2 separate regions of the Capsicum annuum genome follow, and region 1 is linked to region 2. The links are chromatin contacts, called in public Hi-C maps. All regions are on one chromosome and are shown on one strand. Each heading gives the region's core, a stretch centred on a gene start, on an enhancer-like site or on the middle of the called end of the contact. The rest is flanking DNA. Distances are from core to core; before and after follow the strand shown. Region 1 holds the start of LOC107877897. Region 2 holds the start of LOC107854765 (ubiquinone biosynthesis protein COQ9-B, mitochondrial).

The links. A called contact is a pair of places that touch in the nucleus more often than the background predicts.
Region 1: a Hi-C map of leaf shows a contact between it and region 2, with 3 times the contacts expected there. The contact joins the promoter of LOC107877897 here to the promoter of LOC107854765 in region 2. A contact is called at or near these places in 2 of 5 Hi-C or Micro-C datasets (leaf and placenta).

What each region holds. Positions count from the first base shown.
Region 1 is chr7:113,832,719-113,837,203 of UCD10Xv1.1, forward strand. LOC107877897 reads left to right here and starts at 3,101. Exons shown (of 3, transcript XM_016724691.2): 1 at 3,101-3,923; 2 at 4,007-4,177. The coding sequence starts at 3,778.
Region 2 is chr7:112,989,764-112,994,273 of UCD10Xv1.1, forward strand. It overlaps LOC107854765 (ubiquinone biosynthesis protein COQ9-B, mitochondrial), which reads right to left and starts at 1,460. Exons shown (of 6, transcript XM_047393658.1): 1 at 971-1,460. The coding sequence starts at 1,291.

The DNA.
Region 1 (4,485 bases), core at 1,851-4,350, 840 kb after region 2:
GAGTGATATAAATAGTATTAGAAATACTTCCATGATTGTAGAAAATGAGAAAATTGAATCTTAAAGGAATAAACAATATGCCCACCATGTGTTTGTGAAAATGCTTAAAAGAGATGGGCCAAAATAAAAGAATGGGGTAGACAAAAATGGTGCAAATTGGTTGTTAGAGATTGGTTATAATGTATAATGTAGTGCATTAAAGCGCTTAGAGAGGTTAGTCACTATTTCCAAATAGTTCCTACCCATCCCTTAGCCTATATTACAACCTGAAAAAGACCTATTTGATCCTATAATTGACATGCTAATATTAGTGGAGCACTACACTAAGGGAAATCCTATGGTTCATTGTGTGTAACTTGTGAATTTTTTGTGAGAGAAGTGTAATTTGGTTTTTGTACCCATTATGATAAATGACATAATTGTGAGTGATTATGGGTAACTCTCTTGTTATGAGGGGCACATGTTTGATGAATGTGGGTGATTTGTATAAAGCCCTTGATTGAATTATAAGCATAAGTATGCCAACTAGGTGAGTCAATTCTTAAGGCTAGGATGTTGAGGAGTAGTGTGAGCTTTCAATCGTGTTTGTAACATGTTTAGTGTAGAAACTTGCATTCTGTGTAGTTATTGTAATACTAGTTTGAGTGTCTTGCATATAGTAGAAGTATAGAGTCTCCATCTCATGATGTTTATAGTGAAGAGTTGTTTGAGGATGAATAAGGCTTTAAGTGTGGGGTGGTGATGTTGGGTGTATTTATGCATTCTAACGTCACTATTCTAGTCTTTTTAGGCTTGTTTTGAGGATGATTCATATGCTGTATGGGTTGATAATAAGAGGAATGTGGATATAAGTGTTAAATCATGTGTTTATGATATTCAAAGTGACTTCCAAACAAGTTTATACTTCAGAGAGTCATTTAGAGTTCATTCGAGAAAACTAGTTTTACTAGCTTAAGCTAGGTGCTTGTCTAGTTGATTTTGTTGGATTCTACTGTGTTTAATGTGTTCTAAATGGTTTTAATGTGTAATTATGAGTGGAATAACTTGTTGGTAGTGAGAAAATTTCAATTTTATTAAGTGTACTGCTGGAACAATAAGTTGAAGATTAACATGAACTAACAAGGCTTAGCTCTTGTTTTGATTCATCGTTATGAGTAGTGTGTTGTGTTTGTCTCCTAATTCATGTGTTTAGATTGTGTAGGATTATTTAGGAGATGAATATGATGATATTTTGATGTTTAAAAGGCTTGAAATATATTGGAAATACACCCCAAGTCAAGGGATGAAAGTTTGAAGGACCAACACTTAACCAAAATTACGAGAGCAACTTTCAAAGGCTAAAGGCGATATAGAGGTGACACCCCACTTGGAGCCAGGATATGGACAGGGCACAGCCTTTCCTGGAGCGGAGCTCTAGCCTGGGTGATGCCTCACCTGGAGCGGGGCTCAACCCAGGGCAACACCCGCTCCAGTCCTGAGCTCAATAACTGAACGTTTTCAATTCCAACATAGACTGGGCTTACTCCTATACTATAAATACATGTTGTATCACGTTTTTAGATATCTTTTAGCATATTTTGGAGATCAAGGGGCTGCTACAACTTCATATTTAGGTTTTTATTATTTTAATTTAGTTCATACATGTTTTTAGTCGTTAATTGCAATTTTGTGATTAAGATAATGACTATGCATGCCTAAATGCCCTTTTTTGGGGTTGAAGCCAAGAACATGAATATTATTGTTTTGAATTAAGTTTGTTTGATTTGCTTATCATTATTTATTGTTTGTTTATTCTTGTTATAACTATTCTAAGGATTCACGACCCTTAGAATACATCTAGTGTCAACCTTGTGAACTCGGGAAAGGGAATAGGGAGATAGAATATAGGAATAAACAAAGTATGGTTTGTATTTCTTTATGAAATAAGGAATTCAAATTAGTATCTAGAACAGGAATGTACTTAGATGTCTTACTTTATTCACACGTATGATGATAGCTTAAAGAACTTAAGTGGACTATTACATCCCCGCTCAATGATGTAGTTGTAAGGTTCAACTTAGGTAATGGATTAGAGGTTGGAAAACCATAATCATGCAATTAACCCTATGAATCAACAACTAAGATAATTAAATTAACAAATAAAGTTCAGTAGCATAGTATGATTGTTCAAAGAGCTTTAACCCTGGGTTTTCTCCTATTGATTGTTTCAAGATATTTACTTTCCGCATTGTTTAATTTTCTACAATTTACAAATCCAAACTCTTTTTATTACTGTTGCATCGAATTAATCTAAATTGTTAATTGAAATCGAATCGTTGCTAAATCAAGTCTCTGTGGAATCGATACTTTGCTTCTGTAAGGCCATTTTACTACTTGATAAGACCACGTACACTTGCTTGTGAGCTTGGATTTTGTCAGGTATGTCAAGTTGGTATCAGAACCTAGGTTCATGGTCAATTGGGAGTCTATAAAGCCGTGTTGTGTAGAGTCTCTTTTAAGGGTGTGTAGCACGCCACACTCATAAGGGGGAGGCTGGAAGACATTGAGGAATGTTTCACTTTCTTGGTATTCTTTCTTCAAGAGACTTCTCAGTCCTAGAATTTTCTCTAATTCTTTTTTATTCATCTTTCATATCATGCCTCCTAGATCTTGAACACAAGAAAATTCTTTTGTCCCATCTGGGGATAATGTTGAAGGAGTACCTCCTACGTTTGGAGTATATCTTTGATCTCATGGTCCTGTTCCTTATTGTACTGAAGTTCCTTCTATTCCTCCTACTGCTCCTCAAGTCCCTTAGAGAAATATAACGAATGTGGAGTTTCGTCAGTCTATGCATGCTATTTCCCAACTAGTTGCTGCTCAGGCCGAGTAGGGTACGACTAGTATTTTTCTGCTGAGGTATATATACATATATATATATATATATAGATAGATATATATATATATATAACTTTGTATAAATTCAAGTCAATCAAAGTTTTTCCTTTTTAATAAGTGCATTTACTATTCAATTCAAAGATACCCATAAAAAATAAATTCAAATAGAACACTACAAAACTCCCCATAAATCTAAACACATATTCTCAAAATCAACAGATTCTTTCTCGAAATGGGAAAAATCCTAACAATGAGAGTTAAAAAAATTCAAAATCAATAAATTTTTGTTGAAAATGGGTGAAACTTTGTCTGTGAGATAAATGAAAAAAGTTTTACCTTTAAAGATCAAAAACTTAACTTGGAGATGGAGATGACAACAACTTCAGTGACGAAGTTGAAGTGGAGAAGATGAGAGTTGAAGCTGAGGATACCATTTTTTTTTTAGAGAGAAGAGAGAAGCATAGGAGAAGAAAAGGTTAAATGAAATGAAATCAGTAAAGTAAGAATATATTTTGGGGGTTGAATTATTTTTCTATATTTTCAATATTTGAAAATTTTAAAAATTACATTACATCACATTCTAATTTAACTTAATCACTAATTAAAAAAAATTGATTCAGAAAGATCAAATTTATTATCAATTTTAATTTCAAAACTTATTTATCAACCTATAATCAGTTTTCTCATGTTGGGATGTGCCCATCATATGGAAAAGATCATCTGGTGATATTCTTGACTAACATGCACCACTACTGCATCCCCACGTGGAAACTTGACAGTCATCAACTGGATGAACCTTTGGTAAATATCAGCAGAGTATTGACTCGGTAACAAAGCGCACAACACCATTTCTGAACTCGGGAGCATCCATATTTTCGACTAACTTGAAGTGCAAAAAAGATGTCTGTAGCTTTTCTACAGCAAAGTTTCCTAATTGCTCCTCTTTCTCTAACATACAAACCCAGAAAAAATAATACCTTCGTTCGGGTACATAGCACTAAAATCTTGTCTAAGCACAGCCCAGATGACCCACAAGACTCTTTGTGGTAAACTTTAAAGATAATGGGGAAAAAGTTTCATTTTTGTCTTTAATTTATGGGTTCTTGATGGAGTTATTGACTCTTTGCAGGAAAAGTGAAAATAAATTTGCCGAGTTAGCATTAGTTGCAGTGGCAGCTGGAGTTTTGACACTGGGGTCAGTGGATCCAGCATCAGCTGCTAAGACTGGTGGGCGAGTTGGTGGTCAGGCTTTTCGATCAACAGCTCCTCGCTCTTCCTTACCAAGAATCAACAATTCAAGGTAAATTTCACTCATTTTTTGTTAAAAGAGAAATGTGAAGGGAATTATAGTTTATGGCACCTCACTAACTAACAAGGTGAACATCTGAGCTTCTAAGATTTCCCGATTATTTTTACTTTTTTTTCAGCCGGGGACTTTGTTTCTTGTTAAAGAATTTTGTTTATTTATCAATATTGACAGTATAATTAAGTAAATAAAAGTGTATCCTCTCTAACAATGTAAGGCTGTTAGATCAGACGGTCATAAAATGAAATATGGTCCTTAGAGATCCTAGGTTCTAGTCTCACCTCCACCAATGACGGAAAAGA
Region 2 (4,510 bases), core at 210-2,709:
ACTTATCGAGAAGTCGATTCCCTTTACAAGTACTCTTCTTTACTCCACCGCACTTGCTTCAATCAACACGTAGCCTCTGTTGTCAACCTTTAAAACTCAAAATACCACTAAAGCAATATTCTAATACTTACATACACTTTGTAGTCACCGGCCTTTAAACCCAATCAAACAGAGGAAAGCCATCAAGAAAAAGATTTCTTAGAGTAAAAACATCTTTTCTATAAAATACCTTACGAAAGCATCTTCCCTTTCTCCTTTCTCTAATAATAAGGTTAGCTCCATAACCGGTGAACACCCTAATACTCCTCTTGTTACTTTTAGGGAAAGTCACCAGCGTGGTAAGGGCCAGTTGGAGTTTAATATCTCCATACCAAACGCATATCATGTATAACTTTTTTGGGGTGTATGTATATAAGGAGAACCTTCTATCACAAGGCATGATATTCCTTTCATCAAGGAAAGCTCTATTAACGTCTTAAACGAGGTATTTTTTTCTTTTTTTAACCTTTTTGTCTTTTCCAATTAGATTACTGAATCTACAACAACATAATATCCAGTGTCGTGCCGCTAAGTCGGGTCTGAGGAAGGTAGAGTGCGCGCAGACCTCACCTCTACCTCAGAGGTAGAGAGGTTGTTTCTGATAGATCCTCAATTGGGTTACTGAATGTACTGGGCAGAAATTAATTCTACGCCAAATAGATTTGGCAGCAGAATCACAAGGCATAACGGTCCAAACCCCATTTCTTAGGGGATAAAATACACTAGCATGTTTAACAAATTCTAAGGTCAAGTAATCAATTTATGCAGCCAATTTCACCAAGCCAACAACATTATCCCCAAAAACAAATTAAATCAAAAACACACAAGACAACAACACATTAATCACATAAATATACACATATAATCCCAAAATTCATACCTGCACAGGAACAAAAAAAATGTGGGAAAAAAAAAGTAACATGTAACGAACCACATGAGGAAGAGAGGCACTGAGTACACGAGCCTCTTCGTCCTTGTAATGCGCTTTAGACAGCTTTGTTCTCGAGCTAAATTTTTCATCAGTTTCCGTATAGTGTGTCCTTTCTTCTTCCTTCCAAGATGATGATGCCGTACAGTCGGCCGGATTCGAGATAGGCGGAGGAATAGGGTTGTGATCAGGAATATTTCCGGTGGCAGATGAAGTCATAAATCGAGTGTGACGGTTTGCTGCTAGGATTCGAACATGTGATATGGCATTCTGGTGCCGGCGGTAAAACGCCGGAAGTAACCGCTTGGCTGCCGATCGATACATTGTCAAAGGACTACGATTTGCTCGCAGCTATTTTGGAGCTCAATGGAGACCGGAGAAAGTGCTTCTTTGGATTGACTTGTGGCTTAGCCACAAATTCTATCTTATAGCTTCTGCTTTTATTGTTAGCATTTTTAGTTAAAAGCTCTAACTTATGATTAAGGGTGGACATTTGGTGTGTTCGATTTGGTTATTTAATATCGATTTGATTTTTGGATTGATAAAAATGATAATTGTAACCAAATTAAAATAAATTTAATTTGATTCGATTTCTATAAATTCGATTCAATTATTTCGGATTTTTATTTTGAGTTTGAAGATTAAAATAGCGAACTTTCCTTTGTCATGACTAGTTTTGAAATGTTGTACATCTATATCATTTCCTCATAAAATACCAAGCAAACATGTCGATGCTACATGCATGTTGATGATACAGATACCTCAAGCAGCACAAGTATTGCTTATTTGATACGACCTGAACCAGAACTTTGTCGTAATGGGTAATCCCAAGCTCAACCTGGACCGATAACTGCCCCCATTACCCAACCCGACAACCAAACGCATACCTTGAGTCGGCTGAAGTCCGAACATATAACGAGATAGAGTATCCAACCATGTGGTGACTTTGGGATAAGTCTATATCCAAGACCAACCGAATAAAGTCCAACCACCTAATGACCAACCAAACCAATGCGGAAACCATAAACCACTACCATAATAATAAGCAAATATATGAAATTATATAACAAAACAGTCCACATATCATACCCAAGTCCACAGTTGTCCATACAAAGCTTCTAGACTAACCAAAGAGTACCTAGTCGGGACATGCCCCTGACCATAATATAAAACCACAGTGTATGCAAGACAAGAAATATGTAAAATAAACCATGACATGAAATAGATGTCTTCCGAACTATGAAAACTCACCAATTCAATTCAACCTCGACTGCACCAGAATTCGATCACCAAGCAAGAGGAATAGAATGATCGATTCCTGCATAGCGTAGGTATACAATCGCCAGTAGACAGATTAGCGGGTGAACGCTAGCATGCACTCAGGATAAGGATAGAATAATGTCATTTATAAAATCCAGTAAAAACATGCACAATGCATACAACCATACATATATATATACTAGATAATGAAAGGCCCATTTACGGGCCTAATATTACAATTTTAGATATACTTATAGCTATTTAATTAGTTTTCCAAAAAAATGATCATTAATATTTTTGAATGAACCACAATAGAAAATGAAAGTAGAAATCACAATATATAATAAAATATAACTCTTATTTTTACAAAATTTAATAATATCTTATAACTTATTTAAGGTTTCATAATTAACATTAAAATATCATATATTCTAATTCTTATTTTAACATCAGCTCAACAAATATTTTTTTTAGATTAAACAACTAATTCTAATGTTTTTCTGTTTTACTTTATTTAAAAATTATACAAGAGAATAGATTAAGATTATAAATATCTATTTATTAACATTTTATAAAGAATGATACAAAGCAATAAAGGATATTAATTCATACATACATTGATTTTTACTATATTTAGATTCGTTTTTTGGGTGTTTAATAAACAAAAATAAGAATCTACCAGATGAACATTTTAATGAATCATAGTGTTAAAGGTTGCCTTTATGTCATGTCTTATATACGTTAAAAATAAGAGACCAATCTAATAGAGTAAGTAAGAAATTACTTTTTAAGTGATTTGTCTACCTGATGAGGAAATTACTACCTCAAATAAAGAGAATCAAAGGAATTAATAAAAGTTATCATGATATATATTGTAGTAATTTAACATGAGATAGTTAATAGGTGCTGAGTAAATAATTATGTTTTTATAAATTATATGTAGTGCAAATCTTTGTAATGATATGTATCATTTGATGTTTTGAAATTATGGAGGAATTGCTTATTATGTTTGATAGATAAACACCTATTCAATAATTATGAGTATTTCTTTTATTATCTTACTATAATATAGTATAGTTACTTTATGCAATTAAATGTGTGGCTAAAATTAATTTCACATTTTTATCTTTTATGGAACATATTTGAGTATTAGCATATCCTCCTATAAACTACGTCTTCCTTTATTTCAATTTATAACATTTTGATTTGACATCGAATTTATGATATATGAAAAAAACTTCGCAATGTTTCAAATTATCTTTAAAATAAATAAACCTTAAATAGAAGAGTATACCTTTGTGGACTCTTTGACAAATAAATGAAATTTAACATGATTAAAATATTAATAATGTTATAGAATACTAACCAAATAAAAAATGTCAATTCCTTTTTAAAACTAATTAAAAAAAATATATTAATTGAACTAAGACATAGGATGTATAATTGATAATGAAAATATTATTATCATCACGTAATATATATTTCAATTTTTCAAGTTTGTTCGGATTGTAAACACATTCAAGTATATATAAATAGTTGTACCATAGTATTCTAGAATTGAATTTGTAAATCAAGTTAAATTTTTAATCATCTAAATAATATTATCTAAATTGATTCGAATCATTTCAAAAAATCAAGTTGATCTAATTTGTGCACAAACTTGATCTCAAATCATATAAATATTTTATACGTTTTTGTTTAGAATTAAATTTCATATTCTTTTATGAAAGTTTTCTAAGTATACGATAACATAGTTATATTTTTTTCTAAATATTTCTATTCTAATAAAATAAAAGTGAAAATTTAAAATCATAAAAAAGAATTGAAATTTAGATAATATCTCATCAAAATAGTTTAATTATTAATATACAAAATATATTTTTTGAAAAATTATGCTAGAAAAAATATGGGGCCCACATTAAATGTCACATCATTAGAACACACTTGGCATTTTGGGAAAGATGTCTATTTTGTCATTTTAAAATTTATGACCAACTTTTAAGACTATATAATAGAAACAAATATTCTATAATATTTATGAAATGACAATTTTACCCTTGGTTGTCCTCCAACTCACTCTTCTATATAGTAATATATATAACTATACCGGAAAAGGAAATCGGATTTAGCATGCCTTTTAAAACCTTTACCTAGGTTGTGTAGCTTTGTCATCCTAAACCACCCACGGGCTATATGGGTTCAGCTCTACCTATTGAAAGGGCCTCAATGCGTATAGCCGCATGACCATGGAAGAAAACCTGGGATGGCTAGTACATCCCCTAA